Linked DNA regions of Xenopus tropicalis: region 2 is linked to region 1. The links are chromatin contacts, called in public Hi-C maps. All regions are on one chromosome and are shown on one strand. Each heading gives the region's core, a stretch centred on a gene start, on an enhancer-like site or on the middle of the called end of the contact. The rest is flanking DNA. Distances are from core to core; before and after follow the strand shown. Region 1 holds the start of pcdh8.2 (protocadherin 8, gene 2). Region 2 has its middle 40 kb from the start of pcdh8.2.

Evidence for each region. A called contact is a pair of places that touch in the nucleus more often than the background predicts.
Region 2: a Hi-C map of neurula embryo shows a contact between it and region 1, with 1.4 times the contacts expected there. The contact joins the enhancer-like site here to the promoter of pcdh8.2 in region 1. A contact is called at or near these places in 2 of 5 Hi-C or Micro-C datasets (neurula embryo and tailbud embryo).

The regions. Positions count from the first base shown.
Region 1 is chr2:131,712,436-131,716,420 of UCB_Xtro_10.0, forward strand. It overlaps pcdh8.2 (protocadherin 8, gene 2), which reads right to left and starts at 1,604. Exons shown (of 2, transcript NM_001004845.1): 1 at 1-1,604. The coding sequence starts at 1,456.
Region 2 is chr2:131,752,249-131,755,914 of UCB_Xtro_10.0, forward strand. No RefSeq gene overlaps it. Among named protein-coding and RNA genes, the nearest start is that of pcdh8.2, 40 kb to the left of the region's middle. Within about 2 kb of position 1,648, at least 3 of the 11 cell types and tissues checked have an H3K27ac peak or open chromatin away from gene starts, as enhancers often do. A contact at or near this core is called in neurula embryo, where this site is marked.

The DNA of each region.
Region 1 (3,985 bases), core at 354-2,853:
CACTGTCAGGGTCTCTGGCCACCACTGTAGTGATATACGAGCCTGGAGCATTATTTTCCACAATAGAAGTTTCATACTGTGGTTTAGAAAATACAGGTGCATTATCATTCTCATCACTAACCTTGATCATATAGTACTTTTTGGTCTTCAGTGAGGGGAAGCCAAGGTCTTCTGCCACCACAGTCAAAGTGTACTCTGCTATATTTTCCCTGTCTAATGCAGAGGTGGTAACTATCATGTAACTGTCCTCATAAGCTTGCTGCAGTTTAAAGTGTTCATGTCCATAAAGAGTACAGCGAACTTGTCCATTAGATCCAGAGTCTCTGTCTGTAGTGCTGATAAGGGCTATAAAGCTCTCCTTTGCGGCTGTCTCTGGAATGTAGGCAGCTCCTTCATTTACGGCAGTGAGAGGAGTAATGGTGATGACTGGGGTATTATCATTTACATCAATTATATCCACAGTTACTTTACAAGTAGCAGTCAGTGGGTTGGGGCCCATATCTTGGGCTTGTACCTCAAACTCATAAGTCTGCTTGGACTCAAAGTCAACTTGGCCTTCAAGAGTAACACTGCCAGTTCTGGAGTTAATTTTAAATAGCTGACGTACCTCTTGAGATGTCAAAGCGCTGAATCCATAGACAATTTCTCCATTCACTCCTTCATCATCATCAGTAGCATGTAAGTCCAACAAAAGGTATCCCAAAGGAGCATCCTCTATTAGATCCACAGTAATGGTGCTTCTCTCAAACACTGGGCTGTTATCATTAAAGTCCAGTACTCGGATGTTAACCACTGCAGTACCAGACAGTGATGGTACTCCCCCATCCATTGCTAGTAGCTCCATTATGTACGTTGGCTGGATTTCCCTGTCAAGTTCCCTTATTAAGACCAAATCTGCATATTTCACCCCATCTGCTCTGGTCTGCATATCAATGCTGAAGTGACTATTATTTGAAATTTGAAAGTTCTGGATGGAGTTGGACCCAACATCTTCATCTACTGCAATTTCTAAAGGAATCCTGGTCCCCACAGAGGCACTTTCAGACACCTCCACATGAATTATTTCACTAGGAAAGCGAGGGCTATGGTCATTAATGTCTCTTACCTCAACTTTCACATTCAGAAGCTTAAAGTGTTCTTTGGAAAAACTGACCACATCCAAAGCCAGGGTGCAGTGATGGGACTGCCTGCAGATCTGCTCCCGGTCAATCCTCTCCATGATGCTCAGCTGCCCATCACTCTCACGGATTCCAATAAGGGAATTATTAAATTGTTTCATTAGACGGAAATTGGTGGCAGGTATATCTGTAGTGTTAAACACAGAGTGCTGTGCCAAAACTGCAATTACGGTGCCAGGAGGTTCCTCTTCATCTATGTAGTAGTGGGCAATTTCACAGTCCGATTGCAAAACCATCAGTCCCAGAAGCAGCAATGGAATGGCTCTGAGAAGCAGCATCTTGTGACTCTAGAGGAATGCAGAATCCAAAGTTGCACCAGTAACAAAGTTAAAGTTCTTTCTTGTCTAGAAACAGTGTGCAAGTGTGAATCCTTCCAGACCCGCAGTCATTTAAAACAATCCCAAGGAGTTCTTTTGTGTAGGAAGGATCCTGCTTGTCTGCTTGGTCCCATCTCTGCCCCCAGGTTATATTCCCAGAGGATATGTAAATGAATTTACTTCTAGCCAATCCCTTTCCCCAGAGACAAAGGAGCACTGGGGCAGAGCTAATGAGACTGTCATCAAATAGGTCTCACTTGGAAGTCCAACAAACTGTTATATTTTATGACAGTGGCTCAAATCAAATCAGTGTTTCATAAAGAAATATGTGAAATACAGGGGATTCATTCTTGAATGGCAACAACAAACAAAATATTTCCTTTTTCATTGAATAAAGTAAATATTTTAATATATGTTTATATATACATATATATATATTTTTACCATGTCAGTTATTAGGCAATGTTTATTTTTATGTATATATGTGACAAAATGATTGTATAACAAATATCTATCACCTAAGGGTGTAATGAATATAGATAATGGTTTAACATTAAAATATTTTTTTTAGCCCAGACTTATTAAATCTAGATTTCATCCCATTCACCTTTCTGTTGGGTCTAAACCTTCTTCAACTTCAACGTTAAGTCTCAAACCAAATATTGCACCTCTTATTTGTTGGTGGTCATAATAATGGGTATTCCTTAGGTAGATAATTATAAAAAAAAATGGTGCTATAAAAATATTCATTTTGATTTTACCTAGCTTTAACAGGGACTGAGAAAGAGAAGCATGGGTCCTTGTTAATGTAATAAAGTACAGCCCAATGGGGATTGGACAATTTATAAATCAGGGATTCACAGCTCTTCTCGAGATACTGTTGAACTACAACTCCCAGAATCCCCTTCTGTATCAGCAATATAATTTCAAGTTACTACAAATGGGTAGTAATGTAGAAAATTATTAGTAGTAATGTTATAGGTTATCATGGAAATGCATATATATTATTTTACTGTTTAGTTCTATTAATTCACTGTAAAAATGTGCAGTGCTATGTGTACAAGTAGGACTATATATAGTGAATAATGTACCCCTTCTTCAGTGCTTTTATACATCTATGGAACTCCTCTGTGACTGCTAATATCCTCATATTTTACAAAAGGGGGTGCATTATTTATTATAATGCATAATTTCCAGTGAGTCATGTGACAGAAATGTATGTATGTATGTATATTTTTATTTATAAAGCGCTACTTTTGTACGCAGCGCTCTACAGTAGAATACATTAATACAAACAGGGGGTTAATAAGATAATAGATAAATACAAAGTATAACAATAAATACAAATAAATACAAGATACAGTAACAGTTGCAATAAGTTAAGAGTCAAAGACACAAGAGGATGGAGGTCCCTGCCCCGTAGAGCTTACAATATATATTGTAAATGACATCACTTACTGCCAATCATAACTAAAGGCATTACTAAGCACAGTTTATATAGTCAATACAGTACCCCCAATTGTAAACTATAGGGATATTATAAGTCACAGAGGAGTTGATGGAACTCCGAGGTGACTTCTAATATCCTTATATATAACAGGGATTATAACTGATGACATCACCAAGCACAGTTTATAAGGATATAATTTACAGTCTGGTCCCATAGGGAAGTGACCAAACTGTATATTATAAGAATATAATTTATGAGATATTGATGGCTTTTGTGTACTATAAGAGATAAATATTTATATACTTAAATATGGCTGACTTCTAGGGGCAGGGTACTGTGCATGAGTCCAGCTGTACATTAGTCTAGTTGATTTATAGTACAGGTATAGGACCCATTATCCAGAATGCTCGGGACCAAGGGTATTCCGGATAAGGGGTCTTTCCGTAATTTGGATCTCAATACCTTAAGTCTACTAAGAAATCCATAAAACATTAATTAAACCCAATAGGATTGTTTTGCATCCAATAAGGATTAATTATATCTTAGTTGGAATCAATTACAAGGTTCTGTTTTATTTCCACATAGAAAAAGGAAATTAGTTTTAAAATTCTGAATTATTTGATTAAAATGGAGTCTATGGGAGACAGGCATTCCGTAATTCGGAGCTTTCTGGATAACGGGTTTCCGGATAAGGGGTCCAATACCTGTAATTGAAAGTTTTAATCAAAGAGCAACTGATCCTCTGCAAATTACATTCCATAGCTAATAGTGTTTATTTAAGAAGAGACAATGGTGTCTGTGCTCTGCTCAACATAAACCCCTTGGTGCAAATGACATGGACATTAACATATCCTGTGGGTTTTGAAAGTAGGATGTGATGGCTTTGCATGTGTTATTCAATTGTATTGCAGTTTCCTATAGAAAAACATGCCAAGAGTTAAGGGGTTAATTAGTATTCACTGCCAGACTTTTTTTTTAGTACAATATACTGGGTTCAGTTGTATATATTTTCATATATACATGTCACATGCAGGATAATA
Region 2 (3,666 bases), core at 398-2,897, 40 kb after region 1:
ACGGCACCTATCACCCCTATTGTTTCCCCCACCAGAGGTATTGCCCACACTCCAGATAGGGGGAAACAATAGTTTTTTCTTTAAAAAACTGCCCCTGCCAGTGCTACCCACACCAGGAGGGAGCCCCCGGTGCAGGCAACCATGTTAGGGCACATGCATGTGCATGTGAGTGTCGCAACTCGCTCATTATGCGCATGTGTGTGACGTAGGAGGGTGATTTACATTCATCGCTCCTACGTCAGGCGCATGTGCATAGTAGTGGTGGAGATTGTTTATTATGCGTATCCATGCCAACCAACATGGCTGCCAGCACCGGGAGCTTCCAGCCCAGCACTGGTGGGTGAGTTTTTTTTTTTGAAAACTATTGTTTCCCCCAACCGGAGTGCAGGCTCTATTAGGCCACAACTCTGGTGGGGGAAACAATATAGGAGTGATAGGTGCCCTTTAGGGCAGTGGCACATGAGAAGATTAGTTGCCCGCAATATATTTTCACTATTGCAGCGACTAATCTCCCCGACATGCCATCCCACCGCAATAATGTAAATTGCCGGTGGGATGGTATACGTATTGCTTCGGTCGCCCAAACTTTGGGCAACTTAAGAACCCTGAAGCAACGTGTATGCCATCCCACTGGAGATTTACATTCTTGCCGGTGGGGTGGCATGTCGGTGAGATTAGTCGCCCACCAAAAGTGAAGATTTATCGCAGGCAACTGCAGGATTTATCCATAACCTACATGGCTAGCTATACAGTACTGCAGACCTTCCATATGAAAGCCTACCATTGTTTCTCAGGTAGAGTCTACCTATGATATCAGGAGAGACATCCAACTGAATAGACAGTCACCTCCATCCTATGTTATTACACATCAAACCATCCTTCTAATATGAAAAATTCCACCAATTTAATATTCAGAATTCATTTTGGGCAAGGCCGTATTCTTGCCACAATGTCTTTCTAAAACCTTTATCTATAGTGATAATTGGCATACACAAGAATGGGCACTGCCTACTAAATTCATACAAGGGGTATGTGATAGATTAGATAGTAAAACACCAAACAAAGCAAAAAAAAACATCACCTTATATTGGTTAGTTTATTTTTGTATGTAATGTGTATGTTCAACGTATATAGCCATTTATTGTACAGTGCCTTAGAATATGTTGGTGCTATATAAATGCATGTTCATAATAATAATAACACCTCAATTTTAATACTAGAATACACCAAGTCAATGAGAGAATAGGCTGCCTGTCCATACAAGGACATGGTGGCTATACCTGCAGGCCAATAGCGTGCCTTGCTGGCCCATGTATGCCACCTTTATACAGAAAATGAGAGAATACAAAAGGAAATCACAGGAGAAAGGAAAACCGATGAGATAATTAAAGTAGGAAGGAGGAGAGCACATACACACTCTGCTTTCTTTAAAAGATATACACCTATAATGAATGACCGTAATATAACAGCCATATAATTTTTGAACTTGTTCTTCATAAATTGGAGGCACCTGGCAGAGCACGTTAAATTACAAAACACACATACAATGAAGTGTTTATCTAAGGCTTCTTTTATAGCACAGTCTCTATCCTTACTGAGTGACTGGGAAGGAAAATGACCTTATTCAGCCGAGTGCCTTTGTCTGTGTAGTGGGAGGGGGAGAGATGTCATTGTAACAGACACCCTCTTTGTTCCACCACCAAGGCAATTTAGTAATTGGTGAGCAAATGGTACCTGGCAGACTGTTACTACCCGCTAAATAGTGTGTAATCTTTATTTCAAAGGGATGAAACTTCATTAGATATAAGCCAGAGACCTAACTACTGCAACCAGTACCTTGAAAGCTTGGAAAGCACTATTATAACCCAATGTTGAATAATATATTGTAGCCTTTGGAAGTAATTGCATTTTATTTTTTTTTATTGTTTTTAAACTATATCTGTTTTCTGCATTGTTATATTTTGCTTTTCCCATTAAGAAAATCTGTATTCAACTTCAGCTCATATTCTCAGAGCTGTGAAAATTGTAGAGCAGAAATCAATACGACAAGCCTGTTTTTATCCAGACTCTAATGAAATTAGAATTTTAAGCGTCACTGTGAACTTTGTAAATACCACGGCCATTTGGGCATTAAGTGTATGTGGAAATACATGCAAGAGTATAAGTGACCGGGTTCTTTAACTTCCATTAGAGTGAATATGTTACTTTTCTGTGCCCACAGAGACATGCTAGTTATCTGCCTGCAGTCTGCCGCAGCATGTGGCTCCATTCACACCTACACAGAACACTATTGACAGAACACTTTCACGCCTGCCCATGTGTTTGTCTCTTGCATGTGACATTTAAAGTTAAAGGATGCATTAGAAGGGCCATGAGAAGAGTTTGCACAATGTCAAGAATTCCAGGGCAAACACAAATCTTCCTTCTTTAACTAGACTGAATTTTATATTAGGGTGCTCAGTTTTCAGCCTTCATATATTCTACACATACATTTCATTAAGCTAATTAATCAACGTCAGCGTTAAACTGAAACACTTGGAATAATTATATTATTTAATAATTATAGGCTATCACAGGAAAGACAACAGAGATTGGGTAGGGGCAGGTAATCCTTGACATCCCACCTGCTGCAAAACTACCACCATGGCTTTTAATCTAGGGAGGGGGGTGTTTGTTATCTAATTCATTGACATTCCCCCCAGAGCAATAACTATTTAACTATTCATTAAATAGAGAAATGTGCCGTTTGCAGGACATTTGTGCCAACAGTTGGCTATCACATGTAAATGCTGACTTCAGAAATGAGACCCACCTGCTGACATAAGTGTGTGGCATAGCACATAGGGAAGAGGCTGGGTGTCATTACTGTAAAAGCTGTTGGAAGTTAGTCAGATGTTGCTACTCATGACAGCCGTGCCTTCTGGGGACTTGCTAAATGTAGGAAGATCAAACGATCATTCATTATATTGTCCACAACTACTAAGGAAGGTGGGAAAGGGAGCAGTGTTTAGAAGGCAATATTTATTTATCAACCGCTGACATATTACAAAGCTCTTTATTATTTAATATTAGTGGCATCTGTATGCAAATGTATAGTCTTAAATAGTTCTCTTGGAAAGAAAATGTTGTGGTATTAACTTATCACTATACAATTCACAACTTATTGCATTTATTTGCATTTTTTTCTTTTTATTTCTATATCATGGATGTCACAGGTCTCATTCACTAAAGGTGGCCATACACGGACCAATTCTAGCTGCCGATATCGGTCCCTTACACCGTAGGTGGGGGATATCGGGAGAAGATCCGCTCACTTAGCAAACTCGCCAAGTGAGCGGATCTTAACATGTATGGCCATCTTTACCTAGACACAATTTGAACACAATTGCTATGTCTTTTTCTCCCAATACAGCATTCATTCCCAGAATTCAATGCAACTAGGTGATTCTCTTGATGCAATTGTGCTGCACCTACCGCTGTTGTTCCTCATTTGCCAAAATGGATAATGCTACACAGGCTGATTTCCTAGGCAATGTGTTAAGAGTAGGCTCTATTCAGTAAATTCTCCCAAGGTTCCCCCCAAGTTCAGGGATATTATCTGGCACTCGTTCCACCAGGAAGCTTTATGTTAATGGGAACACAGGGCCACCATCAGGGGGTGAGAGG